Regions from separate parts of the Oryctolagus cuniculus genome. Here region 1 is linked to region 2. Evidence: chromatin contacts called from public Micro-C data. All regions are on one chromosome and are shown on one strand. Each heading gives the region's core, a stretch centred on a gene start, on an enhancer-like site or on the middle of the called end of the contact. The rest is flanking DNA. Distances are from core to core; before and after follow the strand shown. Region 1 holds the start of USP1 (ubiquitin specific peptidase 1). Region 2 holds the start of ATG4C (autophagy related 4C cysteine peptidase).

The links. Hi-C and Micro-C count contacts between places; a contact is called where the count stands out from the background.
Region 1: a Micro-C map of ear pinna shows a contact between it and region 2, with 5 times the contacts expected there. The contact joins the promoter of USP1 here to the promoter of ATG4C in region 2. A contact is called at or near these places in 3 of 6 Hi-C or Micro-C datasets (ear pinna, psoas muscle and an unstated tissue).

Annotation. Positions count from the first base shown.
Region 1 is chr7:110,377,469-110,383,346 of mOryCun1.1, forward strand. It overlaps USP1 (ubiquitin specific peptidase 1), which reads right to left and starts at 1,425. Exons shown (of 9, transcript XM_008265152.4): 1 at 925-1,425.
Region 2 is chr7:110,012,437-110,018,826 of mOryCun1.1, forward strand. It overlaps ATG4C (autophagy related 4C cysteine peptidase), which reads right to left and starts at 3,236. Exons shown (of 11, transcript XM_070078365.1): 1 at 2,923-3,236.

The sequences.
Region 1 (5,878 bases), core at 175-2,674, 360 kb after region 2:
TGGAACGGTAGCTCCCCCAAGATCCTAACGGGTTCCGCACTTTCAAACACCGCAGGCACAGTCTCGGGCAGCTCGCGCGGGTCCTCGCTGAGGGCGCGCACTGGAGGCCTGGCTGGCGGGCTCGAGCCTCACACCCTTTTTTTTTTTTTTTTTTAACCATTCGTGCGCGCGAGTTACGAGTACGGGTCGGGAGACGGGACAGAGGCAAGATGGGCCGGGCCCCCTTCCTCAAGGAGGAGCCCTTAGGTGCTCAAATCCGCCAATCCGCGACGAAGCATCCCCAAAACCTCACCCCCTTCACTGCCCAGGCAGAGCCAATCAGAAGTACCCAGACAAAAGCTAGCAAATGGGCGGGAGAAAGAAATCCAGCCAATACCAACAAAGAAGACAGAAAGGCTCGGGCCAATCCTTATGAGACTTACACCGAGTTCCTCAGGCGCGGCTCCCCGCCTCTCGCTCTCATTGGCGCTCGCGTGCGCGCTTTCGCGGCCGACTGTTAAGAGTCTAGCTGTGCGTAGTGTTGGCCCGAGGGACGCCGGCGAGGGCGCGGCTTCCGGAGCTAGGCCCTCCCCGCGAGCCCCGCCCTCCTTTCTTGCGTGAACGCTCGGGCGGGGTTACCAGGGAGACCGGCTACGGGAAATGGAGGCCGCGCCGCGTCCTGCTCCGTGCGTGGGCTTTCTGTCACGGGCAGCAGCCCCGGCCCCAGGGCCGTCTAGAGAAAACCAGCGCCGTCACGGAGGACGGCGGAGCCTCAGCAGAGTGCTTTAGGGCGAGGCTCCTTCCTCAGACGCCGATCGCCTCACGGTGTCCTCTCGAGCCCGACCCGCCGTGGGCCACACAGCGGTTCCGACCCGAGCCGCCGCTCGGAGGCTCAAAAGCAGCGAAGCAGGCGGCTCGGGTGCCCTTTTGTGTTTGTGTGCTTACCTGTGCGGCGCGACCTCGGCGCAAGTGCTGAAGTTAAGCAGGAGAGATTTAGTCCAAATCCGAATGTTTCGGTTCTGCTGTGTGCCCGGCATTTTTCAAAACGCTTAGGACTGTGGCCTGAATGAAATACGTTCCTTGCGCTAAAGGAGTTGTACATTCGAGAGGAGACAGACGTTAAACTAAAAATGGGCACACACGATGGAAGCGACAGCAGGGGCATGCCGTTTTAGGTGGCATATTCGGGAAAGCGCCCTGCAGTTGACGGCTGAGCAGAGCGAGCCCGGGAGGGACCCAAGGGGAAGAATGGTCCCGGCGGCAAGAACAGCAGATACAAAGTCCTGGACGCGTTTGGTGTTTTGCAGAGAGGTGAGGTAGCCAGGCTCCTGAGAGCGTGTGAGCCTGGGTGAGAAGACTACACGCAGGAGATGAGCGAAACCGGCTGGGCCCCCACGCAGCAGGCCGGGGTGGAAGGCGCTGGGTGGTGCTCAGCCGGCAGGGGCAGGATTTGTGAAACAGTCCCCCCCCCCCCCCCCCCCCGCCGCGGTGGACAGACCTTTGACCTTCAAGAATGCAAGCAGGAAGCTCCACTAGGGGGCTGATTTCGGTGGCCAAGGAGTAAACTGGTGACTTGTGATAAATGGAAGTGCTCAGAACGTGAGATTCAAGAGATTATACATACATATACGCACATGGATATACATATATCCATACATATAGACACATAGCCATATACATGACAGAGAAAGAGAAAGTCACTGCCCAGATCTTAACAGCAGCTGAGACTGGGTCAGGCCAAAGCTGGAAGCTCCGAACGCACCCAGATCTCTCGCTTGGCTGGAAGGGACTCAACTGCTGGAGCCATCACCTGCTGCCTCCCCAGGTGCCGCCGCAGCGGGAAACGGGAACAGGAGGCCAATGGAGAGGCAAAGACAGGCACTCTGAGATGGGGGGCAGACATCCCAGTTGGTGTCTTAACCATTAGGCCAAACGCCTCCACTATATTTGAAGTACAGCCAACCAGCTTCGTTGAGTGACCGGAAGCATGGTATGGTAAGAAAAAAGAGATCAAAGATGACAGTCCCCACCCCCCCCAAGCAACCAGATAATGTTTGGTTTTCTGTTATACTTTCCCTTACCAAGTTAATGAAAAAGATTTCCTCAGAAGATGGAAAAAAGAAATAAGTATGAGGGTACTTCAAAAAGTTCGTGGAAAATTGAAATTAAAAGATAAGTCCATTTTGTGCAGAAAAAGAAATCCATACATAATTTTTCATTATACACATTTTCCTTGACCTTTTGAAGACTTCTCATATGCATAGATTTAAGAAACTGTTTGCCCCATAGTAAACTTATCTTTTTTTAAAAAATCCATATTTGAAGGCAGAGAGAGAGCTTCCATCTGCTGGTTCACTCCCCAGGTGGTGGCAACAGCTGCAGCTAGTCCAGGCCGGAGCCAGGAGCCAGGAGCGCCACCTCAGTCTCCCACATGGGTGGCAGGGGCCGGAGCGCTTGGGCCATCTGCTGCTGCTTTACCAGGTATGTTATCAGGGAGCTGGATCCAGAGCAGAGCAGCCAGAGTGCAAAGCAGGCGCTCATGAGATGCCGGCGTTGCAGGCGGCTACTAAACCAGCTGCACCACAGTGCTTGCCCCTAAACTTTTCTTTTAATTCCGTTTTTATGTGACACAAACTTTTTGATGTGCCTACCTACATCTTTTGATTCCTTGAAGAAAGAATGTGCTAGATACCACCCAGCCCTTTGTGGTAGATACGGAGATGGCTGCCCAGATTCCCCTGCGTGGAAGGACTTGCTCCCAAGTTGCAGGGAGCACCTACCATTGTCAGCTCCAGCAGGGACTCCTTTAATTGCAGTTGGCGACCTTGCCCGGTTATGCTCTTTCCGGGGTAGCTTACACTAGACGATTAAGCAAAGCTGAGATATGAGGGCTCAGCATTATGGCCTCCGCTGGATACCTCTGATGAGCAGTAGTCACTTCAGAGTTCTTGGCCATGTTGGCCAGAGTTTAGAGTGTACTAGAATTTGACATTTTCCACTTCTTCATTCTGCTGCTTCACCCTTTTCACATTTTTGTACCCCAGGCTCTGTCTCATCACCTGCTTCCCCCCTAAATATATACCTGCAAGCATTTAAACCAGGATTAGTTATAGAAAACAGGCAATCATATGGGGTTTGAGCCCTGACTTTTGGACTGCCTGGCTGCTATCAGTAAGACACATCCAGCCCCTGGCACAAGGCAGAGGGCCAATCTGGATGGTGTACCACGGGAAAGGGCACACACTAGCAGGTGTGATGTATCAGGGTTTTGAGGCATATGGTAGAAGAGGTTCTTTCTATAAGGATAACAGAATTGAATGGCTTTTGCCAAACTCTACTCGCTATGGAGAAATAGTGGACAGCTGAGGATGAGTATAAGCATCCGAAAGACAGGTGTAAATGCCAGAGAACTTCTTCATGACACTCAAAGGAGCTCTCATCTGCAGGGGAAACGTGGAGAAAACAGTACCAACACCAGCACCTTACACTGGCTGCACTTAAAATATGGTGATGTACTCAAAATAGCAGTTCGGTTGTGCCAAAGTCAGGGCCATGGTTGAGAAAACCTAGCACCCGGGCACATGGAGGGAACTTCTAGGTGGTATACCTGGAAATTTTGATTTCCCAGCCTCCCCTGACATCTGCAGTGGGGCCCACTGCTCCCTTCTGAGAGCAGTCACTTTGCTGTTTCTACTTGGAGGGGAATATGTTCTCCCCTCCCCCAGCACCCCTTGCCTCCCACCTAGCCTTCTGGCCAGGAAATCTATTAGTGTTAAGTTGCAACAGAACATAATTGGGAAGGTGCTGCCTCTGATGATGGAGGTAAAGGACTGGCTCCTAAAGATGTGAGACCTAGCTAGCATGTCCCAAAAGGAGTATGGGGAGTGTGCATGGGACTGAATTCAGAGAATACTTGACCAGACGGGCTGGGACATAAAATTGGATAGGAGAAATTATATTGAGTTGGGAGCATCCTCCCAAAAGATAGAGTTTAACATCCTGAAAAGGACCTCCCAAAAGCCATTATAAACTCGCTACTTCAATGACTCCCAGAAGCATGAGAAAAGCAGAAACTCTGACAATGGAACTGAAATGCCGGAGACGCTAGGGCACGTAGGCGGGACAAGAATGGATTAAAAGACTCCGGGAGGGGCTGGCTCTGTGGCACAGTGGATTAACGCCCTGGCCTGAAGTACCAGCATCCCATATGGGTGCTGGTTCGAGTCCTGGCTGCTCCACTTCCAATACAGCTCTCTGCTATGGCCTGGGAAAGCAGTAGAAGATGGCCCAACTTCCTGGGCCCCTGTACCCTCATGGGAGACCCAGAAGAAGCTCCTGGCTCCTGGCTTTGGATTGGCGCAGCTCTGGCCGTTTCGGCCCTCTGGGGAGTGAACCAGTGGATAGAAGACCTCTCTGTCTCTACTTCTCTCTGTAACTCTTTCAAATAAATAAAATACATCTTAAAAAAAAAAATAAATGAAGTCATATCAAGGTCCCATTCAGAGTTAAGTCAGCTGGGTCTGTTACTTCACCCACTGGTCACTTTGCACTTTCCAAATGTATAATGGGGTTGACTCACTGGCAGTTGTAAACCCATTAGGACCTGCGGGGTAAAAGCTGTCATGATGGGGAAGACCAAGTGGATGCCTTTGAAGCTGCCTTCCTCAGCCAAACATTGGGCCACCTTAGCTCCGGCTCCTGTAACAAAACACCACAGATTGGACAGCTTGACCAGCAGGTGTTTATTTTCTGGTTCTGGAGACTGGGAAGCCCATGACCAAGATGCTGGCAGAGTGTATGTTTGGTAAGGGTCCTTTCCAGCTTGCAGATTTGTGGGAGACAGGGCCCATTTCTCACAAGATGGCGCTGAGAGGAAGTAGAAAAATTCGGAACTGAGAATGGAGTGTTGCAAATGCCGAATGACTGGGAGCTGACCTTATCATCGATTGGAGGAGAACTGCGTGCACACCGCGTGGACTCAAACCTGATTGGTCTGATTGCCGCATGAACTGAGGGACAATTCTGATAGGTGGCAAAGGACTATATATGGAAGAGAATACAGCGTAGAGCTCTCTTTTTCCTCTTCTCTATCTTTCTACCCTGTAACATTTTCTATTAATAAAGCCCTACTGAAGGGGAAGCAAACAGCGTTCCGTGTGGTTCCTCCGCGGGCAGGAGAGCGACACAGATTGCCACCTTCTCACAGTGTCCTCGCATGGCCTTTATCAATGTGTGTACATGGACACACTGGTATCTCTTTTCTTATAAGAATACTGACATGATCCCACCTGTGTGACCTCATCTGTTACAGACTATTTGTGTCCCCCCCAAACTAGTATGTTGAAACCTAATTCTTAATGCAGTAGTATTTGGAGGTGAGTCCTTGCAAGGTGAATTAAGAATGGCTTTAGCGCCTTTGTAAAAGAGACCTTAAAGAGCACCCTCATCCCTGCCTTGACAGAAGCATACAATGAGAAGATGGCTGTCTCTGAACCAGGAAGTGGGCCTTCAGCACATACAGAATCTGTTGATGCCTTTGTCACAGACTTCCCAGCCTATACAACCAAGAAAAAGAAATTTCTGTTGTTTATATGCCACCCAGTCCAGGCTATTATGTCAGCCCAAATGGACTCTAAGACATGCTTCGAACTTAATTACCTCCCAGAGATCCTACTGCAAATACTATCACACTGGTGTTAGGGCTTCAGTGTATACATTTTGGATGAACACAGGCATTCAGACACCAGAAATCAAATAATGTTGGATCTCAGGAAGTGATGACAAGAATTAGTGCTACTCTTATGAATCCAAAGAAAACAGATGTTGATTCCCATCATATTTCCATTTAACACTCTATCTGGCCCTGCAAAAAGATAGATGGAGCTGAAGGATGACAGGG
Region 2 (6,390 bases), core at 1,986-4,485:
ACCTTCCCTAGTTAACCTGGCTTTCCAAGTTTTACATTCTAAAGCACATAAAATCTTAGGCATACTGGCTACATTTTCTACTTCCTGAAGGCAAGGTTTACATCTCACACATTCTGTAAGAGTCTAAGCCCTCAAAGAACAGAATCTTCTGTTGTCTCCTTTGTTCACTGCTGAATCCTCATCATGGTAAACAGTATCTGGTATGGGGCTGGCACCGTGGGTGGTATAGCGGGTAAAGCTGCTGCCTGCAGTGCCAGCATCCTATATGGGCACAGGTTTGAGACCCAGACGTTCCACTGCTAATCCAGCTCTCTGAGGTAGCCCGAAAAAGCAGAAGATGGCCCAAGTGCTTGCGCCTCTGCACCCACATGGTAGACCCAGAAGAAGCTCCTGGCTCCTGGCTTTGGATTGGCCCAGTCCGGGCATTGAGGCCATTTGGGGAGTGAACCAGTGGATGGAAACTTGCTCTCTGTCTCTCTCTCTCTTTATCTCTCTCTGTCTTTGTAACTCTGTCTTTCAAATAAATAAATAAATCTAAAAAAAAGAATATCTGGTATATAATGGCAACTCAGCAAGAATTTGTTGAATTAATGCTCTTCATATTTTTCAGAGAACAGGTATTTGCAGTGAGAAGAGTCAGAAAAATAAAGATCAAATGACTTAAACTCTGAGCTTCCATTTATTTGTTCATCATCTAAATGTAATATTCAGTAGTCCTGGGGCAGGTGGTGTGGCACAGTAGGTTAATCCTCCAGCTGCAATGCCGGCATCCCATACGGATGCCGGTTCTAGTCCCGGCTGTTCCTCTTCTGATCCAGCTCTCTGCTGTGGCCTGGGAAAGCAGCAGAAGATGGCCCAATGGCTTGAGCTGCTGTACCCGCGTGGGAGACCTGGAAGAAGCTCCTGGCTCAGCTCTGGCTATTGCAGCCATTTGGGGAGTGAACCAGCAGATGAAAGACCTTTCTCTCTCTCCCTCTCACCATCTGTAACTCTACCTCTCAAATAAATAAATAAAATCTTAAAAAAAAAAAATTCAGTAGTCCCTGAGTTGCTATAATTAACTGAGATAATGTGTTAAAAGTATCTAGAACAAAGAGAACAAGAGGATACTCTTATCAATAAATTGAGTATTTTGTTAAATATTAGTAAGTATTCAATTAATGCCTAGTAAATGAATAAAATCTCAAGAAAAATATAAACAGTTTGAATAATATCTAGCTTATCCTTTTTTCCAATAAAGAATCTCATGAGTGAATTAATTCTGAAATACTATACATGTAGCTCCAAATTTTATGCATGGCTGAAACCACTACAGATTATCTAGGAATAATCCCAACTTGACAGGATACAAGTATTTTTCTATCTTACTGACAGATACAAATTTTACTGAGTAATAATCTTACTATTAGAACCTCTACAAGTGCAATAACAGACGACATGGTGCAAACTCATCAGTTACATGTTCCCCAGAAAGCATGCAGTACAAAATTTCTGTCTACAAAACACTAATGAACACACTACAACACAGTTGCCCAGAGCTATCAAAGTATCTAGAAACGCTTCATAAACAGTTACCACAGATATGTTTTATATAATTGCATCCATTTATAGAAAAAGAGCATAATTAAATGGTTTTGAAACACTTTACTAAATCATACAATTCCATATGTTGACTTTTCATCTTTAAAAAGTCTGTTTTATAGCGAATGAACTGATAATTCAAAATAATATCAGATTATTGACTAATCAGAAACTCTTCCTTGTTTTATAAAAGAGCTTTTATCATCTGAAACTCAGAAAATACACCGATTTTAAGTTTTATAGCCTTTCCAATCGCTCAGGGGCACTTTAATCTAACAACAAATCCCAAACAAGCAAGAAGGAAGAATCATTTCTTTGTGTCTATCTGCTATCATCTGACACAAAATCATTACAAAAATTCCACTGGGTATTTGCGGTTCAAGTAGAACACCAGAAAAAAAAATTCCCATATATGTCATTCAGATATTAAAAAACACCACCACCAACAACAAAAAGAGCTGTAGGATCAAGTATTCCCTAACTATAGGACAGCAGTGAACACCATGTGGGGAAAATCACAACAAAACAAAATGTAGCCAAAGAAGTACGAACCATAACCTCAACCAGCAGTAATGCAGAGCTGACCACTGGGATCCCAATTCATAGTCACCAGATCTAAGAACCTATTCTGAACCTTCGACCTCGAGAGCCCTTTCCTGTGGTGAGGCTGGGGAGGGTTGAGGGCAACTCGTGAAACAAAGTGAGCGAACGTGGATACGCGGATAGGGAGGCAACACTATATCCCCGCTACCGGGCTACAACTGGAAGTGACAACCAAGCCCTACGGGAGGAAGGGCGCTAAGAATGCGATGGTTAAGCGCTCGGGGATCCGACTGCTTCATTTTCCTTCAAAGGGATGGGAGTCGGGGGTGGAGCCCGACCCGACAGAGCCCTGGCGCTGGGTCAGAGGTCCCCGGGATGCGACAGCCTAGGGGACATCAGAGACCGTGCCTGGGACACCTAAGAAAAGCACAAGGAAAACGAGAACAGCTGCCCAAGGTAAGGCTTACGGCTTGTCACCTCTGGAGGACCGAGGACGGCGCGACGACGAGTCAGAAAACAAATGACACAAGAAGAGACACCCGAGGGTGGCGCCAGAGCCCTCCGAGAAACCAGCGGGTTGGCCACAGGGTCTCCCCAAAGTGAAGGGCCCCCCCCCCCCCCAAGAAACCCGGTCATCGGGGACCAGAGACTATCCCAACCTTCTCGTCTCCGCTAGCCTCACGTCGACCCCTCACAGAAACAGAAGGGCTGGAGAGCTATAACGACGCGCAGGAGCCACCAACCCGGGAAACGCTCAGCACCGGCTACAAAAGCAGCCCGCACGCAACACCATCGGACCTCAGCGCCGCAGCCACAGGTACCCCGAGCTCGCCGGCCTCCGTAGCAAGAGGAACGGCCCCGCCTTCAGCTCTATCAGGTCAGCCACTTCCGGGGCACCAGAGCCGTGGATTGGCGGCAGCGGCCGCGGTAGCAACGGCTCGGAGGCCTCTGCTCCACTTCCTCCATCCTCCCTTTTGTCCACCTGTTCGCCACCTCAACCCCTAATCAGCCATGCGGCAAACGCAGAAACGAGAGAAAGTAGCCATGTGTAAGCAGCGTCTCTTTGACAGACAAACTACACGTTCCGGCTGCCTGGCGAATAGTCGGACTTCAACTACCAGCATGCCGTGCGAAATAATTAGCATGCTTCTGTCGCAGGAACTACAAGATCCAGCATGCACCGTTTCTTCATCCTTCACTGTCCCGGACCGGAGCAGACCTCCTACCAAGCCCCACTTTGGTAAAATACTCGTCTCTCAGTTGCCCTGAGGTGAAGGTACACCAAGCCAAGCTGTGCCTGGGACTGCAGGTTAAATACCTGTAAGAAGACAGCAAAGGATATGTGCACTCATTTTCCACATTAAAATTATCCTCAAGGATGAAGCGCAGGGAACAATCTGAGGAGACCTTTTATGAAATGGAAAACTTTATCTTCACTTTAAAGGGTTGTTACGGAGAAATACTAACTGCAAGATGTAATTCTGTATCGTCTTGTTCGAGCAGACTACGTGTGACGTGCCCCTGAACTACATAGGAAATTATAGTAAAAGCTAGAAATTAAAAGACTGACAGCCTGTACTACCAGACTGTGAACCACATGGAAATGAAAGTCTTCCAGAAGGCGAGTTAAAAAGTTAAAAAGAAACTTGAGACTTTTTTTCCAGTTTTTTAGTGTTTTGTGATTTGAATTATTTTTATTATTCTCATATACATGACTAAAACAGTTTATTTCCTTCTGATGTGGTGAGGCAGCCAATTAAGCAATCAAGGCAAAAGTATGGCAGGATCATAAATGGAACATTTATTAGAGTGAGCGACCAAAAATTGTTTCTTGTATGATTAACTTATGATTCTATATTTTGAAATGCAGAACTCTTCTGATTTTTTTAGGGGAGATAATATGCCTCTAACAAGCCATCTGGATGCCTTTTTGTAACTTCCATAAGGACTTGGATAATGGGAATGTATATATATTATTCTTGGTATCATGCATTAGCAGGCCACAAGAAACAATGTTTGAATACTTAAGATAACTATTTGATATGAAAAAGTTAAATTGTGTATATACTACCAATTTTAATTGGTTGGGAAAAAGTGTAGGACACGTTTCATTTTTTCAGCTTCACATGGAAGTCACAGAGGGACACTATATTCTATAACGCTGAAATGGTATCAGCTACCATACAAATGGCTTTTCAACTCCAATGTGCTAAATTATGCAGCACTAGCAAGTAAATATTTAAAACCTATGATTATGGAGAACAATCTGTTGCTTTCCTTACTCGCACAGCAAACAATGTGAATTTAATGAGAGGGAACATTTCCGTTGGAATGATTCAAAGGTAATGTTGGTAAACTATATTAGGTTATTCGATATTTGTAAGTGTTTGTAGTAAATAAATGCATAATCACATTTACTAATTAGTATTAAGGAACCTTTTAAAATATGCTAAATATTTAATACATGTATTACTAAAGCAGTTTTAATGATCAGTTATATAAATAAACATGGGAGAGTTTAAAGATTATATAATTTATGAACAGACTTCATGTTTTCTAAAGAGATCCTTGCAGTGGTAGCACTCAACAGTATTCCTTGCTCTAAATGTGTCTGTGACTTCCTGATTCAGTCAATTGCCGACTACACAAGAGGTAAAATTAGACAAGCTGTCCATTTCAGTTCAGCACATATACTGAGTGCTGCCAGGAGCAAAGCGCTCTGTCTCGCTGCTTCTGAAGCACAGTTTTGACAATTAAGAAGGGTCTAAAGGCAAATGAAAAGCAGAGGGGAGAGCTTTACCGGAATGGAAAACAGTATGTGTTCACACCGACTTTCAGTAATCATTTATGGATTTGTTAATTCGACTTCTACAGTAGTTTAGTACACTTTCTCAAAGGCAGGAGCTGAGTCTGAAACACGTGTCCCTCTCAGTTCCAAGCACAGGATTTTTACGGAGTAACTAGCTCGCAAAAAATGCTTATGACAATTCAGTGATGACGGAGGCACTAAAACTCCTTTCTCCTTGACACCATCCAGTTTTTGTGCAAGCTGTTTCTAACATCTGTGCTTTTTGTAGGTAGTAATTCAGGTATAATCATTAAAACCAGAATATTTGGTTACTGAAAGTACCATATTCAATAATCTAAAAGATAAGTTTACTACTTGGTGTGTGTGTGTAACATTTATCTTAAGTGTCAAGCCTTTCTAAAATGTCATCATAGTCTAGGCATAAACTTTAAGAGTATACAAACCATTCTAGTAGTATTGACTGTGATAAAGCTCCGCATTTTTATTGATAAAGTTTTTTTTAAAAGATGTATTTATTTATTTATTCAAAAGGCAGAGTTACTGAGAGGCAGAAGCAGAGAGAGGTCTTATATCTGCTGGTTCACTCCCCAGGTGCCCACAATGGCCAGAGCTGCGCTGATCCAAAGCCAGGAGCCAGGAGCTTCTTCCGGGGTCTCCCACACAGGTACAGGGGCCCAAGGACTTGGGCCATCTTCCACTGCTTTCCCAGGATATATCAGAGAGCTGGATCAGAAGTGCAGCAGCCAAGATTCAAAGCCCATATGGGATGCTGGCACTGCAGTTGGTGTCTTTACTTGCTATGCCACAGCACTGTCCCCAGTAAAGTTTTTTTTTTTTTTTTTCCCAGTAAAGTTTTAATCCTTAACTTCTACCAAATGTACAAGAAGTCTTCAAAACGTTCATGGGGGGCTGGTACTGCGGTGTAGCAGGTAAAGACACCAACTGCAGTGCTGGCATCCCATATGGGTGCTGGTTCAAGTCCCGGCTGTTCCACTTCTGATCCAGCTCTCTGCTATGGCCTGGGAAAGCAGAAGATGGCCCAGGTCCTTTGGCCCCCCGAACCCACATGGGAGACCCTGAGGAAGCTCCTGTCTCTTGGCTTCAGATTGGCACAGCTCCAGCCGTTGTGGCCATCTGGGTAGTGAACCAGCAGGTGGAAGACCTCTATCTCTCTGCCTCTGCCTCTCTGTAGCTCTCCTTTCAAATAAATACATAAATCTTAAAAAAGAAAAGTTCATGGAAAATGCATACAAAAATTATGTATAGATTTCAACTTTCTGGCACCAAAAGGAACTTTATCTTGTGATTCCATTTTTCCACAAACATCCTCTTGTACTTGTTATCCCTGCTGAACCCAGACAAAGATGAAGGTTCTATTTGATGAGTGAATGTGTACCATGAATGACTCAGTGGAGATATTATATTGAGATAAGCTGAACTCAAACATAATGAGACAA